Linked DNA regions of Bombyx mori: region 1 is linked to region 2. The links are chromatin contacts, called in public Hi-C maps. All regions are on one chromosome and are shown on one strand. Each heading gives the region's core, a stretch centred on a gene start, on an enhancer-like site or on the middle of the called end of the contact. The rest is flanking DNA. Distances are from core to core; before and after follow the strand shown.

Region 1 (5,499 bases), core at 423-2,922, 110 kb before region 2:
ACAAAAATTGAAAACAGTTAAGGATATAAACTGTACCCTATGATAACCAACAAAATTTTATGCTAATTTAGATGCAATTTAGAGCCACCAACTTACACAACTTGAAATTGGTCTCCAGAATTCAGTCTTCTCTCATAAGGACTTACTTCAGTTCAGTAAGTTATACTCAATCAAAGCAAAGTTAATGCAAAACCAGCAATGTAACACACAATACTGACCCAATAACTTACGTAGTCTATTAACCAGGTTCGGATTTCTTTTCAGATCTGCACTGATGCTTCGATCCGTCTTAAATCCTCTTACTTGAATGTTGTACTTGAATGTACTTTTTGTGTTTTGACATAATAGGCGAATAAAGTTATCGGAGAGGTTAAATCTGAAAATAAATTTCATGTAATATAAGCAGCTCTCATGTTCATGTATGCTCAGAGTTCGAGTTATCTCATACACTCATTAAATAGTGACTCCCTACCGGACCTCTCATTGGTCATTCGGTTAACAGAAAATAAGTACCACAATTAAACTTTTTAGTGTCCCATATGATCTTTACAAGTAGTTAAGCTTGCGTGGACAAAAAATTACTAATATCAAAGTCAGAACAGTCCATGGTAACTTAAATCATTAAAATTCATAAAGCAGAATATGTTTCTATTGGATGAAATAGAATGTTGATGAACATTCCTATCTCTCAAATTACTGTTCTTCTGATTAATCGTATTACAATAATTTGCTAAAAGTTTTACACTAATACTTAATTTGCCATTTGTAAAGCTATAATACTTTACAAAAATGATATTTGTTTACAAAATATGTGAATATGTATTTTCATCCATTTATGCAACAAAAGCATCACAACATGAATGGCACATCTATCCCGTGCAAGTGGATTATCTTGTTCAACGGTAATAATTGTTTAATCAATACAGATGTTACATCATAGTCTCAGAACATTTGCAATAAATTATTGTTATAAAGAAAATGATTAGATATTAATTTTATTTTATTATGACTTTGTAATGAATAACTAGCAGCCACATACCGTGTGTTTTTCCCTCGTAACTCCACTGTAACACTAGGAGTATCACTCCAACCATTCCTGTTTTTCTCAAAAGATTCACTTGAAGTGTAAGACACTTTTCTACAAGATGTAACACCGCCAAAATCGTTGAGCGACCTTCTAGACGACGCGGCGATCGTGGCCAACGATCGGAGGTCGACACTTCGCATCTCCGCTAGTACATTCTTATCGAAATTCTTCAAACACTCTTCTAAGCTCTCGCGGCAAACTTGAGTCTCGCATGCAGCACTGGCGCTTTCTTTCCCCTTCACATGTTTGTCTTTTAAGCTATTTTGCTTTCTGTGTTTGAAAAGGTTGCCGTATCGACACGATAATTGACTAAAACTGATTAATATCTGCAATGACGAAAGGTTATGATGAATGTCAATATACGTATTTGAAAGATTTGTATTTAATTTTAGAAATATTGCTAATAGATAATTTTTCACTAAATATTACCTGATTTTGGGTGTTTATAGAATTCAATGAGAACATGTTACATGAAGCTAGATTGTATGTTTTTGTAGTTTTTTTGAAGTGCACTCGAAAATTTTGTCAATTTCTTGGGAGGTAGGTACGTCAAAATTTTCGTGGTGCAAAAGAATGGTTTTTTTAGGGGGTTTTATAACCTGGTAACTAAGACCTTTCGGTCAAGTCTTGTTTTAATTTTAATGAAAACTGCACTATCACTTCATTTTAATATTAAATTATTTCTATACTGTTTTTAATATATTTATATATGAGTTTGTAAGTGTTTGTTTTTTAATAACTCTGCAAGTGGCGACGGCCGGAATGAAAAATCGGACTTAATTTTCACATCAGGTCTATGTTCACATCACTAAGTTCACTGGCCAATCAATATTAATCTGTCAAGGTACCGGTAGAATGGGGCGATTAGGGATTGACAGGCGAATCGGGAAAAAACCGGGAAAATCTTTCGACGCTCAATATAAGTTATAAATTCGTTGCAAAATCTTCCATTTTTTGTAGTTTAATAGTAGAATGTTGAAAGTTCACAAAACAACTCTGAATATGCATGATAATAGCTGCAAACTTATAAAAAATCGCGTTTCAAATTAACTTCCTGTGGTGGTAATTATTTTAGTGCTAGAAACTTTGCTCTCTTTTATTTATTTGATAATAATAGAAGACGACTATGATTTATAAACGTTATTTAGTGTTTGAACCAGCATATATATTAAAGGTAAGTCTCAATTGTTTTTGGTTTTAATGTATTTGATTAAATAAAAATACATGTAAAAATCTGTTGTTTTTGGGGATATTGGGGACGTCTTAGGTACAAATAACAACGAAAAAGGGGTCAATTGGGATGAGAATACGTGAAATGGAAACGACCTAAGTATAAATAGGTACAGGTTTGTAGGGTTGTCTATGTAGTTATAACAATATTTTTTAAATTTGTTGGTAAAAATCTGGTTTATTCGAAGCGAAATTGAGAATAAGTCTTTAGTTGAAATAGATAAGCAATTTAATATAAGTAAGTCGATTTTGCAGAGACATGTAACAAGATCAATGAAATCTCAAGGTGGACAAATATGTCTAAGTAATACATAATAAAATATTTAATATTTGTTCAGAGTGGGGGTATTCATTGATTAATCCATGGAATAACCGTCACACCTAATCTCTTAACCCAGATAGAAATATCAGCACTGTCGATTGCACCTATAATTGAGGTGATGTCTGCCATGTACTTTTGTCAGTTTTTCAATGTTTTTTATTGATGATCACTTTGTTGGTGCAACTAAATAAATAAATAAATTAAAACTATATATAAAAATAAAAGTAGTGCCAACCCCAGCAAATTTCTCATTTCGTCCCAATTAACCGCAATTTTCGGGTAAATAGGGATTACACCTATTTTTGCATTTTTTGCTTAAACTGGAATGCTAGTTGCATAATTTTAAATTAGACAACAAAGATGCCCCCAAGACTCAATCATTTTGATCCTGATATAGCATTATATACATCAACAACTACCTTAAAATTGCTCATAAAGTTGGAATTTGTCCCTAATCGCCCCATTTTACGGTACTTATTAACTCCATGGTCAAGCTAGAAGTTTTGACAATCAAAAATAAGATGCTCTATGGTGTCTCCTTTGGATCCACCATGGAGTTAATAAGTACCTTAACTCTATGGGATCCACAATGTGTAGGTACCTACATAGATTTTTGGTAATAGTGCCAAGTCTAGCAAGGTGCGACGCGGCGACGGTGCAGTATTATGGCCAAAGCGCAATTTATTTATCGTGATGCTAAAGTCTCGGCTGGCTTCTGCAAAAGAATGGATTTTGCTAATCCATTCTTAGGATTCTTAGGCTTAGTGATATTTCAACCTTGAAATTTATAAATAATCGACTAGTTGGACTGTGATTCAAATACAACAGTGGCAATAACATAACAGTAATTTATACCGTTTTTTTTGGTGGCAGCGCGAGGGGTACAATTTAAAAAAAAAATGTTATTTTAGTATTTCTTTAGATTTTATTGTGTAATAGCGTTGGTGTAATATCATATAGTAGTACTATAAAGTAAATAACAACCATCATACGGAAACTTAATTCCATCTCATCTCATCCAAATTAATTAGTCTCAAATTAATCAACTCTACATAACAGAATAGGCATGTATTTACTAAATGAAGCTTTTTATAAACTCGGTACTAGCAATAATGGCATCGCAAGAAGTCAACATACCTACATAACAAGAGAAAAGTGTCTGACCTTCTTTCCACTCCTAAAGACCATTTACTGAGGTCTTGGGAAAGTATTTGGAATAGCTGTAGCTGCCAAAAGGCCGTTATTATATATTTTACAGCAACAAATTCTTCTAATCTCTCTAGATTATTTTACTGAATTGTAAGATCACGCTTCAGCACATCAAAAACTGCAAAGGCGTGAGAGCTATGTCAAATAATAAAAAAAAGAGAAGAGAAGAGAAAAAAGAGAAGAGAAGAGAGAAGAGAAAGAAAAATGCGATGATAATCAGGAGGCCTCGTTACGAATATCTAAGCGATCCTTACTAAGAGATTTTGATTTTTAGTAATTGTCTCATTGTGGTATACATATTTGTAGATGTCGAATCGATTAGTGGAGTAAATATGTTTGAGAGGATGCCTTTGGACTGAATACGTATGCAGCTATGTCTAATAACTTGATAACCTTCAACATTTGTCTTGCAAAAACTCTTTTCAAAGTGGCCAACATTTCTAAAAAACAACACTTTTCACTATATAGGTTAATTTACCTTATGTTAGATAAATAGTACGCATTTAACTGCTTAGAGCATCATATCACAGTTATATTTATTACAGTTATCACTGTGTTAGCGCTTAAAACTACATAAGTCTGTTGTGGTATTTAAAATGTCGATATATACTATATTGACAGTAAGGCATGCGAAATTCAATAGTAAAAATAAATTTAATTATAATTAAACAAAAAAAAATATAAAAATATAGGTTCTTTTTTTATTCCTTAGACGGTTGGATGTGCTCACAGCCCACCTGATGTTAAGTGGTTACTGGAGCCCATAGACATCCACAACGTAAATGCGCCACCCACCTTGAGATATAAGTTCTAAGGTCTCAGTATAGTTACAACGGCTGCCCCACCCTTCAAACCGAAACGCATAACTGCTTCATGGCAGAAATAGGCAGGGCGGTGGTACCCACCCGCGCGGACTCCCAAGAGGTCCTACCATCAGTAATTACGCAAATTATAATTTTGCGGATTTCATTTTTATTACACGATGTTATCCTTCACCGTGGAAGTCAATCGTGAACATTTGTTAAGTACGTATTTCATTAGAAAAATTGGTACCCGCCTGAGATTCGAACACCGGTGCATCGCGCAACACGAATGCACCGGACGTCTTATCCGTTAGGCCACGATGACTTCGAAGGTTTAAAATATAGCTAACAGATCGAAACATTTTTATACTTCTTGAACGCTTATTCACCATTTTCGTGGTGAAAGAATGATGAAGACATATAACTCATCTGCTCGTTGCGGCTTGCAAAGCATCTGTTTCATTTGATATTCTTAGTTTTGAAAGTGTGATTATTTACCAAAAATGTTAGTAGGTCCAAAGTCGTCGTGGCCTAAAGGATAAGACGTCCGGTGCATTCGTGTTGATCGATGCACCGATGTTCGAATCCCAGGCGGGTACCAATTTTTCTAATGAAATACGTACTCATCAAATGTTCACGATTGACTTCCACGGTGAAGGAATAACATCGTGTAATAAAAGTGAAACCCGCAAAATTATAATTTGCGTAATTACTGTTGGTAGGACCTCTTGTGAGTCCGCGCGGGTAGGTACCACCACCCTGTCTATTTCTGCCGTGAAGCAGTAATGCGATTCGGTTTGAAGGGTGGGGCAGCCGTTGTAACTATACTGAAATCTTAGAACTTATAT
Region 2 (5,793 bases), core at 2,343-4,842:
AACTATTAAACCGTGCCTGGTGGAATGTTGAAGGACTGTTGAATCTCGTTATCGAATAGCAGTAGGTGATATGTCTCTTTTTCTATTTTCAGTACGGAAGCGATGAATTCGGGCACGACTCGCCCAGCAGGTACGCGTCGCCGAAGGGGGCGGGAGCGGGAGCTTCGTACCAGGAGCCGTACTACGCGGGGGGCGGGGGCGAGTGGGCGGCAGGGTACTACCAGCCCCCACCGCCCTACCACCATGACCCCTATGCCACGTCGCCGGGTAAGACCCTTCTGCTTTTGATGACGATAGAGACGTTACAGCGGCGCTATGGGACCTTTTTTTATTTATTTATTGATGCACAAAACAAATTACAACCATACTTTTTTTTTGCTTAGATGGGTGGACGTGCGCACAGCCCTCCTGGTGTTAAGTGGTTACTGAAGTCCATAGACATCTACAACGTAAATGCGTTACCCACCTTGAGATATAAGTTCTAAGGTCTCAGTATAGTTACGGCGGCTGCTGCCCCACCCTTCAAACCGAAACGCATTACTGCTTCACGGCAGAAATTATAAGTTTAAATATTTAACATAACAATCGGGATTGCAATTCAAAACAGGTGCATACAGCAAAATTATAACTTATGCATAATAATGTAAGAGTAGGTACAAATAAAAAAAACCTGTATTACAATTAAAATTGATGCGGCTTGTGACGTGTGGGTGACGTCGTGGTGTATGTGTGTATGCAGTTAACGGCATCTGCATTATTCGTTTGTAAACATATTTTACAAAGCCAACAAGCAAAGCACACGCTAGATCCCGATCTCATTCGATTCATTAGTGATTTTTGAATCAATTATTAACATTAGACAGTGCTAAACACGTCATTTCGGATCCTCCGGAAACACTAACAGTGCTTTAAGGTACCTCAAGCACCGGTCACCGTCCCCGCCGAACCCGTCGCTTGCGAGAAAGGGCTCGGCGAGTAAATTAACCCTATAGACACAGCACACTGAGTTTCTCGCTGGATCTTCTCAGTGGGTCGCGCTTCCGATCCGGTGGTAGATTCTGCGAAGCACAGCTCTTGCTAGGGTTCGTCTTAGCAACGTCATCAGGCTTGAGCCCCGTGAGCTCATCTACTGTGAATCTAGAATAACCCCTCGGGTTTACTAGAACAGGTAGGAATTTTTTTTTTGTAATAATACCGTTCTGTCAAAACATTTCCAGGTATAGCGGGCGCTGCGGTGGGCGGCGAGGCGACGGGCGGCGGCGCGGAGCTGCCACTGCCGCCCATGTCCTCCTTCAGAGCCGCAGCCCCCCACCACTCCCCCACAGACCCCATGCTCGTCGCCAAACCTCCGCTACAACCAGTTAGTATCGGTTGAGTCTCTATATCGGGCAAGGATTAATAAGACACGTGTTCAGTTAAGTGACTAACGTATATTGAACGTGCTATCGACAGCCCGACAATCCCGAGACGTAGCATCGTTGCTATGGTGACATTTGTGGTCCCTACATATCTACCAACCACTTGGCTAATTTTATTATGGTCCCAGGTCAGCTCGTGGTCAACTTGTTTTTGGTTTCATAATTACAGGAATAAGCGTAATGGTGATATCAACTTGCCTTGCAGACAATAGAGTATCACTCGACTCGAGTACACCCGGACGCCCAACTAATCAGACCACGGTCGCACGGGATGGACGAGGGCGTTACTCACAAACTAATCGATTATCCAGACTTACGGCAACGCAAATAGATTAGTTCTGTTAGATAAACGAGTTGAGTCATTACATTCATAAACTGGTCGTATACATAAAGTCATCGTACTGTCGCATCACGTCCATGAGGCTCCCACGACTCATGAACGTGATTTCATAAAAAGGGTCTTAGAATTATCGCGGTTTTACAATGTTTTAGCGAACCGCTAAAGCGTGTAACTCATGCGTATCAAACTATAGTAGGAAAATGTGGATGTGAAGTATACTTTTGGTGACACGGTATATTGACCGGTTGAGCATTGCGACAATGCCGATGTTTAAGTTCCGCGGACAGATGCCAACTGCTTTGAGCAAATATATACTTTACACAATAAATGAATAAGACAATCAATAAATATATTGTAGACACGCAGTGGTAGGAGGCACTGCCGTCTTGCCTATTAAAAGGACCAGGGATCAGAGCGGATCAGGGACCACAAAGTTGCACAAGTACATCAAGCGGTATTCATAATTAGCATTTCCTCGTTGAAGATGTATGGGGGGGGCGCGAGTACGCCGACGGTGGTGGGCCCCGAGGGCAGCGTGTCGTCCTACTCGTCGCCGTCCACGCCCGTGCACTCCCCGCCCCCGCTGCACGCCCGCCTCTACCCCCTCAAGCACGAACACGTGCCGCACGCCGTGCCAGTCACGCAGGTACCACACCAGAACACGAGACACGTCATCTTCAAACAGTAACCACACGCGGTCGGTCACCTGGCCTCAAACTACGATACATTAAACACCCACTCATTAATTTTTTTAAGGAATTTTATGACCTGGTAACCAAGACCTTTAGGTCAAGTTTTATTTTAATATATTTTTTGATATATGAGCAGGCATGATTTGTAGGCAGCGGCTTGGCTCTGCTCCTGGCATTGCTGAAGTCCATGGGCGACGGTAACCACTCACCATCAGGTGGGCCGTATGCTCGTCTGTCTAAAAGGGCAATAAAAAAAAATAAAAAAAAAACATGGCATGAAATGATATGATTATGTGATGGAATATAATCACAGTAAAAGGATCCCGAGACGTTTCGTCCAGCGACTTTGTTTTCCCACATTTGTGCACTTTCACAGATATTAAACAGTTAATAAACCACGGCTATTACACGTTTAGACCTTAAGAAACACTAAATAGACAAAATAAATCAAATCACACAACTTCACTCTCCGCGTTCCCCTCCACCCATTAAGAAAACAAACCTAACCTAACCTAACCTAACCTACACGAATGTTACTCCCAAGTGGGAATCGAAACCACGACCCCCGGCCACGTGCGCGCGTCTCAAACAAATGTGCAGAACAATGAACTCCTCAAACACTGGTCACACGCCATCCTCACAATTCGCATACGTCAGCAGGCAGGCTGGTCGGGGCCGGGCGTGTCCTCTCCTCCCTCAGGAGCGACCCCCCTCGCGAACGGACACCCGCACGTCGCCGTCTACCCCCCTAATGTAATGGTACGTCTACTTACGATAACTTATTTTGACTGACCTAAAAATCAGATCACGTAAAGTTAGTGTGTACTGTCAGGATTATAAACATGGCAGGGTAAAACTCCATTAACCCCCCTGGAGTAAAACAGACGGTTAGTGAGATGAAAGTCTCATTCGACAAGTTTTTAGTTTATATAAATCGTTGTTTGGCAAAATGTGGGGGTTTGTTCATTACCGAATATGTTTCTGCGGTCTGCAGGAATTCAATAAAAATCTGTAAAGCTTAAATGATTTTTCTCTTTTGTCTTGTCTCGTCGTGACCACTTGACGTCAGATGGGTCCTGATGTAGCTCTTCCATCTATATGATGCAAAAAGGTCCAAAGCTATACTATAACAATGTGGTCACCGCGGACTGCTCACAAGGCCCCGGGTCCTGTGCCCCCATTTGCTGCTCTGTACAGAGAACGTGGGTGAGGGACGAGCAGCCAGTCGGTCCGGGGGGACGGTCCCCCCTCGAACCCCCCATCTTTGTTTAAACGGCACTGATCGAGTACCACATTTTGCCAGACCGTTAGCATGTGACCCCCCCAGCATGATTGGTACTAATGATGTTACACAGCGCTCGAGTTGTAGACATCCTTAAAACTGCTTTTACGACTTCTTAAACTTGCAATTTGATTTTCCTTCTATTTATTTTGTTGATATGAATGTCAAGAAATGCACTACCGTCCAATTTTCTATATAAATATATTTGTGGAAGTCCAGAGAAGGTTTAAAAGGTAGATAAAATAAATATGAGAATTGTCGGAATTAAATAAAAATAACAGTTTTGTTTTTCCATTGATGTGTCCCCCGTCGGGCGGATTCCTTTTGTTTGTTTTAAGTTTATTTTATACAAGTCTGCCGGGTAGGCTAGTTTTCTTTATAAATATAGAAAATTGGACGGTAGTGCAATATTTATGTTTCAATGAACAAACACCTCAGTCGTGTCTTTCAAGCAATATACGCAAGATATTGTAACAGCAGTTTTAATAATATTCTTGTTAATCATTTGGTCTAATCAAGCTTGCCGTAGCGACTTCGCTCGGGCGCTTTGATTATCCTTAGTTCTTGTGATTGGACCAAATGTTTATTAACTTCATAGTTAGGTCGAGGTCCTTGGACAACATGCTCAACGTTGCAAGACGTTGCGGTTGTTTTAGTACAGCAACCCGTGGTCGCGGTCCGGGGCAACGTCGACCTAACTAATAAAAAAGGATTGTAAATATTTTTCTCTTAACGTTTTTGTTTCGATTTTTTTTTTGTTTGTGTTTTATTTGTTTAACGAGCGAACAGTGTGGAGCTTTGTCCTTGTTTAACATTTTCTTAATTTTTTTTTTATTTTTTTTTTATTTACTATTTTGGTAGGCGCTCTTTAGTAGGTTAGTAGTGATTCCTTTTGATTTGTAGTGTGCGTGTTTGCCTGTTTACCCATCGCCTACACTTGTCTTGAACTGTTTCGTTTCGTTTCTGACGCGGTCGAGAAAACTTTAAGGTATATGATATAATACCCCAGTGGCTTTGAGAACTTTTTGAAAACGAGCCGTCGGAATCTGGTTTCATAATTATGAAACTATGCAATGTTTATTAAAATTGTGTGGATTCGTAATTTATGTGTTCTACGTTTCTAAAAAGCAACATTTGATCCAAAAATCATTTAATTTAAATTTACGTAACATAAAAAGCCAACGAAATAACATTAAAGTTCTCTTAAAAAAATATGAACTTAGTCCCCCTTCTCGGTTCGTTCTCCCTACAATGACTCCACTATTGACTAAGCCATCGAACCGGCGCATTGAACCCCCGCTCCCCAACCCCCCGCGTAAGTTTACTTCGAATTTTCTAGTTGTTGTAAGTTGTAGTCCCTCTCCACGCGGAGTCAACTCTTAAACGAATTCTGTAGAGTTAGTTAGTAGAGAGCCGGTCCCTCCCCCCCTCCCGACGAGGTAGCTCCCCGCTGGTCGCCTCACCCCCCCGTGCTGTGGCAGGGCGCGCCCGCAGAACAGCGACAGCTCGACGAAGCCATGGTGTTCTTGCGGGAGCACTCCGACGTCGTTGTGAGTATACTGCGCGCCTTGTAAATAAATACCACCTCGTCGCGTGTAGCTTTGTAAAGTGAAGAACGAACCCACGGAAATTATTCAAATGTAACATTTGAAGCCTATAAAATCAATGGCAGCTAAACGCCATAATGTCGTAGAATGAATTAACAATGGCGCTATCCTGTTTAGTTAGTTGGACACGCTTTAGTGTTTTCATGTTATAACAAATGCAGCTAAATCTCTAACAAATTCAGTTCAAAAAATTTATTTTTACTCTGTACTAAGTACTAATAAACGAAGTTTTATCATTTAAAATTCAGATTATTAGTAATATTCTCATTCTTTAAAATAAAGAATATCGTAGCTATCCGAACAAAGTTATTTCAGCTTCTCAAGACGGGGGTGTTGCTAACACTGGCCCTAGCAAGAGCAGTACTTCGATGGATCGGGAGGATCCGTAATGACGTGCTTAGGGCCGATTTTTGTAGTTTACCTGAATATTTGACAGACTTGGATTTAGCTGCCT

What was found. A called contact is a pair of places that touch in the nucleus more often than the background predicts.
Region 1: a Hi-C map of whole pupa shows a contact between it and region 2, with 5 times the contacts expected there. The contact joins the promoter of LOC101742339 here to the enhancer-like site in region 2. A contact is called at or near these places in 2 of 7 Hi-C or Micro-C datasets (midgut and whole pupa).

The regions. Positions count from the first base shown.
Region 1 is chr2:385,484-390,982 of ASM3026992v2, reverse strand. LOC101742339 (ATP-dependent zinc metalloprotease YME1L) reads right to left here and starts at 1,672. Exons shown (of 14, transcript XM_021347216.3): 1 at 1,517-1,672; 2 at 1,040-1,413; 3 at 231-376. The coding sequence starts at 1,552.
Region 2 is chr2:274,005-279,797 of ASM3026992v2, reverse strand. It overlaps LOC101746894 (protein daughterless), which reads left to right. Exons shown (of 14, transcript XM_062672427.1): 4 at 93-267; 5 at 1,218-1,360; 6 at 2,243-2,404; 7 at 3,108-3,209; 8 at 5,214-5,282. Among protein-coding and RNA genes, the nearest start is that of LOC101742491, 29 kb to the right of the region's middle. Within about 2 kb of position 3,592, at least 3 of the 8 cell types and tissues checked have open chromatin away from gene starts, as enhancers often do.